3 separate regions of the Mus musculus genome follow, and regions 1 and 2 are each linked to region 3. Evidence: chromatin contacts called from public HiChIP or PLAC-seq data. All regions are on one chromosome and are shown on one strand. The core of a region is the stretch at or near the end of the contact, and the rest is flanking DNA. Distances in the headings are between cores, read along the strand shown.

The links. HiChIP or PLAC-seq counts read pairs in DNA pulled down with a chosen protein or histone mark.
Region 1: an H3K27ac HiChIP or PLAC-seq map of embryonic stem cells shows a contact between it and region 3, with 2.7 times the contacts expected there. The contact joins two enhancer-like sites. A contact is called at or near these places in 16 of 484 Hi-C or Micro-C datasets (arterial endothelial cells, bone marrow-derived macrophages, cranial neural crest and 4 more), 6 of 115 datasets of contacts at active chromatin or transcription factors (embryonic stem cells and stem cell-derived neural progenitor cells) and 3 of 9 other capture datasets (adipose tissue, embryonic stem cells and liver).
Region 2: an H3K4me3 HiChIP or PLAC-seq map of embryonic basal ganglia shows a contact between it and region 3, with 5 times the contacts expected there. The contact joins two enhancer-like sites. A contact is called at or near these places in 1 of 15 datasets of contacts at CTCF or cohesin (the NIH/3T3 cell line), 2 of 484 Hi-C or Micro-C datasets (bone marrow-derived macrophages and myocytes), 5 of 115 datasets of contacts at active chromatin or transcription factors (embryonic basal ganglia, embryonic limb bud and embryonic stem cells) and 2 of 9 other capture datasets (adipose tissue and embryonic stem cells).

The regions. Positions count from the first base shown.
Region 1 is chr6:4,809,549-4,812,248 of GRCm38.p6, forward strand. It overlaps Gm20714 (predicted gene 20714), which reads right to left. Exons shown (of 4, transcript NR_157243.1): 3 at 1,777-2,074. Among named protein-coding and RNA genes, the nearest start is that of Gm20714, 5.4 kb to the right of the region's middle. Within about 2 kb of position 1,318, at least 7 of the 459 cell types and tissues checked have an H3K27ac peak or open chromatin away from gene starts, as enhancers often do.
Region 2 is chr6:4,689,430-4,692,129 of GRCm38.p6, forward strand. It overlaps Sgce (sarcoglycan, epsilon), which reads right to left. Exons shown (of 11, transcript NM_011360.3): 7 at 2,000-2,211; 8 at 1,040-1,066; 9 at 150-338. Among named protein-coding and RNA genes, the nearest start is that of Gm38761, 36 kb to the left of the region's middle. Within about 2 kb of position 1,417, at least 2 of the 459 cell types and tissues checked have an H3K27ac peak or open chromatin away from gene starts, as enhancers often do. A contact at or near this core is called in embryonic basal ganglia, where this site is marked.
Region 3 is chr6:5,109,242-5,111,941 of GRCm38.p6, forward strand. It overlaps Ppp1r9a (protein phosphatase 1, regulatory subunit 9A), which reads left to right. Exons shown (of 16, transcript NM_001363809.1): 8 at 1,759-1,812. Among named protein-coding and RNA genes, the nearest start is that of Gm46949, 43 kb to the right of the region's middle. Within about 2 kb of position 1,345, at least 212 of the 459 cell types and tissues checked have an H3K27ac peak or open chromatin away from gene starts, as enhancers often do. A contact at or near this core is called in embryonic basal ganglia, where this site is marked.

The DNA.
Region 1 (2,700 bases), core at 68-2,567, 300 kb before region 3:
GGTAAAGATGAGCCCCTGTTATAGCAGCCTTTCTTCTCGGCTCGTACAAAAACTAAACCCAAACTTGGAAATCTAATTCAAAGGCAGACATGAAAGTGTGGAACAGCCTCTTCTTTAAACTACAATACCTAGCAGAAGAGTTGGAAATGTTCTAGAACAAAAAAGAAACACAAGGGAAACAAAAAAGAAACACAAGGGAAGACACATGTGTGGCCCAACAGGTCACGTAATTAAAACGAACCATGTCAACCAATCCTTATGGACAAAGACACTTTCAGTGTTATAAACAAGTAGGACATCAGAAAAATGATTGCTTTGTCTTTTAAGAGAGAATCCAGGAGGAAGAAAGCGCCCACCATTCAGATCCGTGGCAGAAAACTAAGCAGTTCTCAAGTACCCACCACCCAGCCTCGCCCAGTACCCACCACCCAGCCTCGCCCAGTACCCACCACCCAGCCTCGCCCAGTACCCACCACCCAGCCTCGCCCAGTACCCACCACCCAGCCTCGCCCTTAGACACTCTCCATGACAAATGCAAGCACGGATGCTTGGTCTCCTTAGTTCTTCAGAATGCTTGCTATTCTCCCTCCTCATGGCCAATGTACCTCAGGGGTTATAGGCATTTCACATATTCCAATTTTTTTTCTACATATCATCCCTTCTTGTCTAAGGAACATTTCAACATTCCTGGGATTTAACATCCCTGATAGTTGAAAAGAAAAAAAAAAAAACTTAGTAATAAGACACAATATGAAATGTGGAGGCAAAGGCAGGCAGATTTCTGAGTTTGTGTCCAGCCTGGTCTACAAAGTGAGTTCCAGGACAGCCAGGGCTACACAGAGAAACCCTGTCTCAAAAACCCAAAAAAAAAAAAAAAAAAAAAAAAGGAAGGTTCCTGAGGCGTTCATAGCTACAGCATTTCTGTGCAAGTCGAAACTGTGCCTTCTCCACTGCTTTTCAGATGTATTTGAGATATAAATCATCACAGTGTATCTTACATTTGAATGGCTAAATATTCCATTGTCATTAGACGAAAGGTGATATGACAGAACTTGGGAACTCAAGTGGAGCCTACAACACATACTGTTACTCGCAAAGTCTGCACCCAGATCTTTTGAAACCCGAAACAAAGAGAGAAAACCCTAGTCTAGAATTGAAGTGTTTCTATCAAAAACTCTTGGTCCCAGCACTCAGAAGGCACAGGCAGATGCTGTCTATAAGTTTAAAACCAACCTGGTTTCCATAGTGAATGCCAGGCCACCAGAGCTACATAGCAAGACAGATGAAACAAACAACAGCAATATACCCAAAGAAACCAAAGAACAAAAGATCTGGCCTGGGATTCAGGTACACTTCTGAAATCCCAGCACTTGGAAGGCAAAGACAGAAGGATCAGGGGTTCAAGGCTATCCTCTGCTACATAATGAGTTTGAGTTTAAGGCCAGTCTTAGCTACGTGAGAGCCTATCTCAAATATACAGGTCGTGTCTGTGAAACTGTCCCAGTTAAAAAAAATCAAGCATACCATGTGTACGAACTCAAAGCCAACAGCAGCAGTTAGATCTGTTATTCCAGCATGTGTTTTGAAATCGTATATCACTATATCACCTAACCATGGCTACATTTATGGAGGGGGTCTGAGTTCCTTGGGATGAAGTTTAGACTTTTCCCTGTGGCAGGCAGGATCTGGCTATTACTCTCAGCATTATTCCAGACAACCTTCTTCCTTGTTTATTTCTATTCCATGACAGCAGCCCGCCATGTGTTCTCCACAAACCTTGGTTGTCTTCGTGATTACTGTTCCAGGAACTTCCTCATTCTTGCTCTCAATGTATCAGACACATCTCTGTTTCTCCTCAGCCAAGCTTCCCCTGACCGGTGCCTTTAAACATGATACTTCCAGGTGTTCCTCAGCTCAGTGTATGTACTTTCCTCCAACTTTGAGTTTAGAAAAACTGCATCTTGGTATTTCTCCATGGTCTAGTTCAGGGCCAGCAAATGTTTTCTGGGAAGGACCGTGTACAGTATGCTTGTGGTTCGTGGTCCATATGGTGTCACATCATACAATTCTGTCACTGCAGACATAAACAAATGTAAGCAGACGGTTCTGCTGTGCGCCAGAAGAGCCCGTCTGAGGGCAGCAGGCCCCATCCGGCAGCATTGGCTGGGGCTTCCCCTTCTGCTACAATAGAGAAATGAGTCCTCTCTAAGAACAGTTTTCCCATTTTCCCAATAGGTTATCCACTCCCAAGAGGTGAGCATTAAACGCATGTGCATATAAGCAATTTGAAATGGACTCAACAGTGTGCGTGTGTGTGTGTGTGTGTGTGTGTGTGTGTGTGTGTGTGTGTGTGTGTGATATAACAATAATAATTAAAGAGGACACCATGAATTTGAGAGAGGGATGTATAGGAAGAGGGGGAGGGTGGGAAAATATGAATATAGTGTGCATACATGAAATTCTCAAAAGATTAATTAAAATTTTAAAAGTTTTTAAACATTGATTTTAAATTTTAAAAAAAGAAAAACTGTTTTACAAAAGTGGGTTTGAAAATATGGCTACTCCATTACAGCAAACAAGTAAATAAAATGATTTTTTAAAGTTTGGAGGATTAAATAAAAAAAAAAAAGAGAGAAAAGCTGTGTGACCCTTTAATTCGTACTGAAGTTTATCTCTCTGAATTTTCTTCTTCAGTATTTT
Region 2 (2,700 bases), core at 167-2,666, 420 kb before region 3:
ATTTCTGTCAAGCCAAGTGATGATATTTTGACACAATGTTCTCCAATAATGAACAAACAAAACCAGTAACAGCTAAATGCTACGGTTTGGAGGGATATTGGTAAAAGCCCCATGCACGCTGGCGCCTGTGTTCCCACATGGGTACTCACTGCTGTGCCTGCATCAACGGCATGTTGGTGCTGTCGTAGTTGTCTGTGTGCGTGGGAGGTATAACCTCTCCAGTTACAGGGTGGAACACGGGCAGGGTAGACAGGGGCCATGCAATCTCTCTGTTTTTGGACATGTCTCGAAGCTCCTTGGTAGATTTCTGAATCGAGCTGTGATGGACAAGCTGGATACTACATAAAATAAGAAATAAAACAACATATATTTAAAATGACGCACTAGCCGTAATGAGTTGCCTATTTGAAAAGGTCATTTTTTTTTCTTTAAAGATAAGACATTATTGCTTGGGGGGGGGGGGCTGTTCTATAAACTAGCTCAGAAAACATACATCTCATATACCTTTATGTAAATCTCAAGTTAAAACTCAGCTAGGAAACACTATTTTAATATTAAAGCCCAAGTCATAAACTAGTTACCTATTTATTTTCTATGATTAAGTGAAAACTAGGATAGCTTTTTATATTATTGCTTCTGTTGGGGGCATTTATAAATACTCACGGAAGTTTCATTCTATGGCAGGTTATTACTGCAGAGTCAGGGCAAACATGTATGAAAGGGCCCTGTCATTTGTCCTCTGGTTTATAGAAATGCAGGTTGGGAGATCGCATACTATAAGTGACATGTTAATATTCTGAATCTGAAATGGTTTAGGTTTAATGTTTATCTAGGTAGCCTTAGCTTTTGAGCCCTTTTTATTTTTTAGCGTCTACCCAGCCTAAACATCTCTATTTAGAAAGCAGCTTTTCGAGTTTGTTAAGTCAACTGTGAGGGATGGCAAAGGAAACGAGAGCATGAGACACATGTGCGGAGCATGATGGGTAACCGAGAAGCGACACACAATGAGAAAGAAAATAACAGCAAAGAAGACACTTACTCTGGGGTTTGCATGTCTCTCTTTTCCCTAGAAACAAAACAAAATTTATGAATTAAATAATAGCATTGATATTCGGAACATTAAGACTCTATGCTCATGGGACCCTGTGGGATGTGGCAATGCTGATGTCGGACTCAAAACGCAACCAGGCAGCATTTGCCACCAGGGTTATAGATGACTTGGATGAGTACACATACAGTAATGGAATACTGATGAGAAACACACAGAAAAATGGAAAAAAATGGAGATTAAGAATGAAGCTCCTGATTGAAATAAACTCTATGACATAATGAAATCGGGCTACATGGAGAATGGAGAATGTGTTCCTTGCTGCTTTATGAGGTTTTGAGCCTTTGCTTTGTTACCCTGACTTTCAAGTAATCTCGGGAGATTATCTTAATTGACATAGATGTCCTGAAAGTGCTAACTATTCATGAAGGGAAGACTCATTACTCAAATGATACCTGATTTTCATTCATTTACTCCTGGGTTATTTTTTTTAATATATTTTAAACATTTAGATTGTGTCACCCTGTTTGACAGCAGAATGACTTCAGGAAGAATTCTGACCCTCAGTTTTCATCACACTGACTAAGACAATTTATTTATTTAAATGCAATTACCATGTCAATAGACTCCTGTCTCTGCTCACACAAGATGGCTTGCATAACCACGGTGTCTAGCCTCAATTATTCTTGGGACTGTTTTTCCATCATGAATTTATATCTAGCCTTAATCATTTCTGAATAAAGTAATTTTGGCCCCTAATTTGTTTGCTAGACTCACAACTACTTTAATTCATTTTTAAGGGAATAAAGTACTGCTGTTTGATCTGAACAAAATTTCAATTCATTTACAGTGTGTTTTATGAACTGGATGCAACTTTGCTTTTAATGGGCGTGTCTACATCATCGTCTTAGCGGGCTTGCCAATTCTTTATTAGTGTTTGAAAGTACTCACACTCCTTCCCGTCGGCAGCACATGATATAAGCGAGTATTAGGAAAAGCACCAGTGCTACCGCCGAGGGCACAGCCAGGGTAACGAGGAAATCCGTGTAATAGTCTCGGCTTTTCAAAGAATCCGAAGGGGGCTTGTACTCCCCGCCGTCGGGCAAAATGCCCTCGCCACGAACTACTTCCTGATAGGTGGACACTTGCTTTGTTTTGTCAACCTGATATAAAAAAGAAAATTGCACATCAAATTAATCACTACCAACATTAGATTTGAACACCTAGATACACCAAAATAGTCTTTGACAAATTACCTTCAAAAGCAGATTCATTTTCCAATTACTTTATCATTCTGACTTGTTATTCTTTATTAGAGCTGGGCCAAGCACAAATGAAAGTAGTAAATACTTTCTCTTGGCCTATCTTCCCTATCCTTCTTGCTTAAAAAAGCACAAACATACCTGCATGTAGTCAAGATGTGTGTGTGTGTGTGTGTGTGTGTGTGTGTGTGTGTGTGTGTGTGTGTGTGTTTGTGTGTGCTTTCTGGTTGCAAAATAGAGGTTGTTGATATCGGTATGTGCATTTCTTGTGAGCAGGTAGTTCAAATGTTTAACAAACTGGGTGGGAAGCCTGTGTACAGGGATGGTTTGTCAGGTTAGTAAACAAGAAAAAAGGAAATACAGAAAGACAACTTCTGGTGTCCAGCTTTC
Region 3 (2,700 bases), core at 95-2,594:
AGTTAGTCGTGTGCGTGTGCGTGTGCGTGTGTGTGTGTGTGTGTGTGTGTGTGTGTGTGTGCGCGCGCGCGTTCTTACTGAAAGCTATAAACAGAGCCCACACTCAGATTAGTTTAAACAACAGAGTAGATATTTTTGTTAGTAATGGATGGGAAAAAAATCATCCAGGCATATGAATTTGCTTTATTCTCTAAGAATATAATACCTCTGGAAAATAATTCCTTGTGGTTGTATATACATTTCCATGTTGTATATTAAAGAATATTCTTTTGTGGCTTTATTCTTGAGTGGCAGGTTATCATGGCTGTTTATTTGAGAGAGGTGTGTGGGGGGGTGTTATCTTTACAGCATCTTGCCTAGAGCCCCTCAGTAGATGCTTATAAAGTTCATCTTTAATTTTTTAGAGAAATGGCACAAGATCAGAACCTAGATATCCAAGATCTAATCCAGTTCTAGTGTTGGTTTTTTTTGTACAGTTAGGTTGATCATTTGCTCTGAGCCTCAGTTTCCCCACATCGCTGTACTCACTAAGGGATCAGGATTTCTGGTGAGCACAAAAGACCTCTGCCAGTATTTTTCACTGAGAAAGCTTGGTGTAGTTTCCTTGCCTGGCACACTCACACTTTGGGTATCTGCTAATGGCATCTGAGTGAGACGGACCACTAAGATTGTGGCATAAAACCAAGAAACCCAGATTCGGTACAGTCCTAACTCCGAAGTACTTTGGACAAAAAAAAAAGGGGGGGGGGTGAGATGGTGGGATGTGGTCTTCAGTAACTTTGTGGCAAACCAATTTAGGATTCAGCATAACCAAAAGAAACAGTGCCACCTGCATCACTTAGTGGCTGTGCTCAGCTGCAGAGCAGAAAATGTTCATGGGCTTGGCTGCAAAGTGTCTCCCTCCCCAGACCCTCCACTGGGCTGTTTGGACCTATAAAACCGGGAGAATTGGGAATTTCAAAAACATCCTTCCCATCAAAAACATCCAGAGAACAAATTGTGAACCTGTAAACTGTTTTCCCTAAATTCAAGGGTGTTTAGCCCTTAAAGAAATGAATGACCCCTAGAAGGAAAACAGTCGTGGTCGGGGAGGGAGTGGGGGCGGGGGAGTAAAGCAAACAAATGGCAAAGACCACTATTGTGTTGTAAAGAAAATGCTTTGGGGCTTGGAGTCTTTATACAGGTAGATCTTTTGGAAGGCAGAATTTTGAATCTGTACCTTTCCTGCGGTTAAAAAGGAACACAAACGGAAAACAAACCGGAGATTTCTGTGCCACTGCGTCCCACTCCTTCCTCTGCTGCAGAGCTGCTCTGCGGAATGTGAGAGCGACTCACAGAGCCACAGCGCCACCTTTCTGCACGATGTGGGAATGACTCTTCACACTGTGCGAGGCCTGTTGACTGGCTGGCTCAAGCCATTCTGTGGGCGAGCCTCAGGAAGGAAACAGCTCCTGGACGCTCAGATCGTAAAGGCAGAGCAGCAGAGGCCAAGAAATGAGTTTTCTTTTCTTTGGCCCCTTAGCAATTAAACTGGTAACTTAATCGGATATTAGGGACCGTGAGTCATAAACCCTATGTTTAATTAGTTTGCACCCACTGAGTCATTTTACATGCTAGACATTTGTAATTACAACCTGCTGCAATGCAGCAGGGTCCTGAGCATTTTTTTAATTGTGTCATAAGATATTCTTCTCGCTGCTGAGTCTTTAAAAATATAGAAACACTCTTAGTTGAGATGTTTTTCTTTTCAATTTTCAGTTGCAAATCAAACATGCAGTTACAGAAGCAGAGATTCAAAAATTGAAGACCAAGGTAAGCACCGCTCCGTGGTGTTTGAATTGTACTCTTTAAACTTCAGATACTCTGGGAGTAATGGATTTGCTCCCGTGCACTTGAGAGCATATTTCCATGAGATGGTCATTTCCAACATTAAGTACATCGATGGACCTGTCTTGAGACTGAGCATAACCGCACATAACCAGAGAAGGCCACAGGGCACTTGGTGTTTTAAGTAGATTTAAACTGTTTAGTCTCTCTGAAATTTCATTAAAAATAATATTTTTAATGGCTCAAGCATCTGTGTATTAATTTCTAAAATATAAGCTGGTATAGCAAATCTCCTTTCTGTCATTTACCTTATAATAATTTCAGCTAATTTACTGGAAGCAATGTATTGTTTTAATGTGGAACATTAATTTCTTTTTAGGAAAAACTTCCCATGTCTAAGAAGTAAAGTTATAAGCTCATTCTATGCATTGTGTAATTAATTTAGATTCAGCTGCTACTGGAAATCTTGAGATATACTCACTTCACATTATTTAAATTTGTTGAAGAGAAAAATATTAATAAAAGAAAATATTTTTAATCTCTATGAAATAGTGAGACATCAAAGGAAACTGTAAAATTCTTGTACAAGATACAGTTCTAGCTATTGTTGTTCATTTCTATCAAATGTATGTTTTCAGAGACTTAAAAATATCTTCAGTTGCTTTCAAACGATGCTGTATTGTTTCCATAGTCTTTTTAAAATTACAAAATAATTATTGCCTACGTCGAGTGATCTGTTTTCTGATTCACAGTGAATACATGCTTTGGGTTTTCCATGTGTTTTAAATGGAGATGAGTTAGCTGGTTAAATGGAGATGAGTTAGCTGGTTAAATGGAGATGAGTTAGCTGGTTAAGTGGAGATGAGTTAGCTG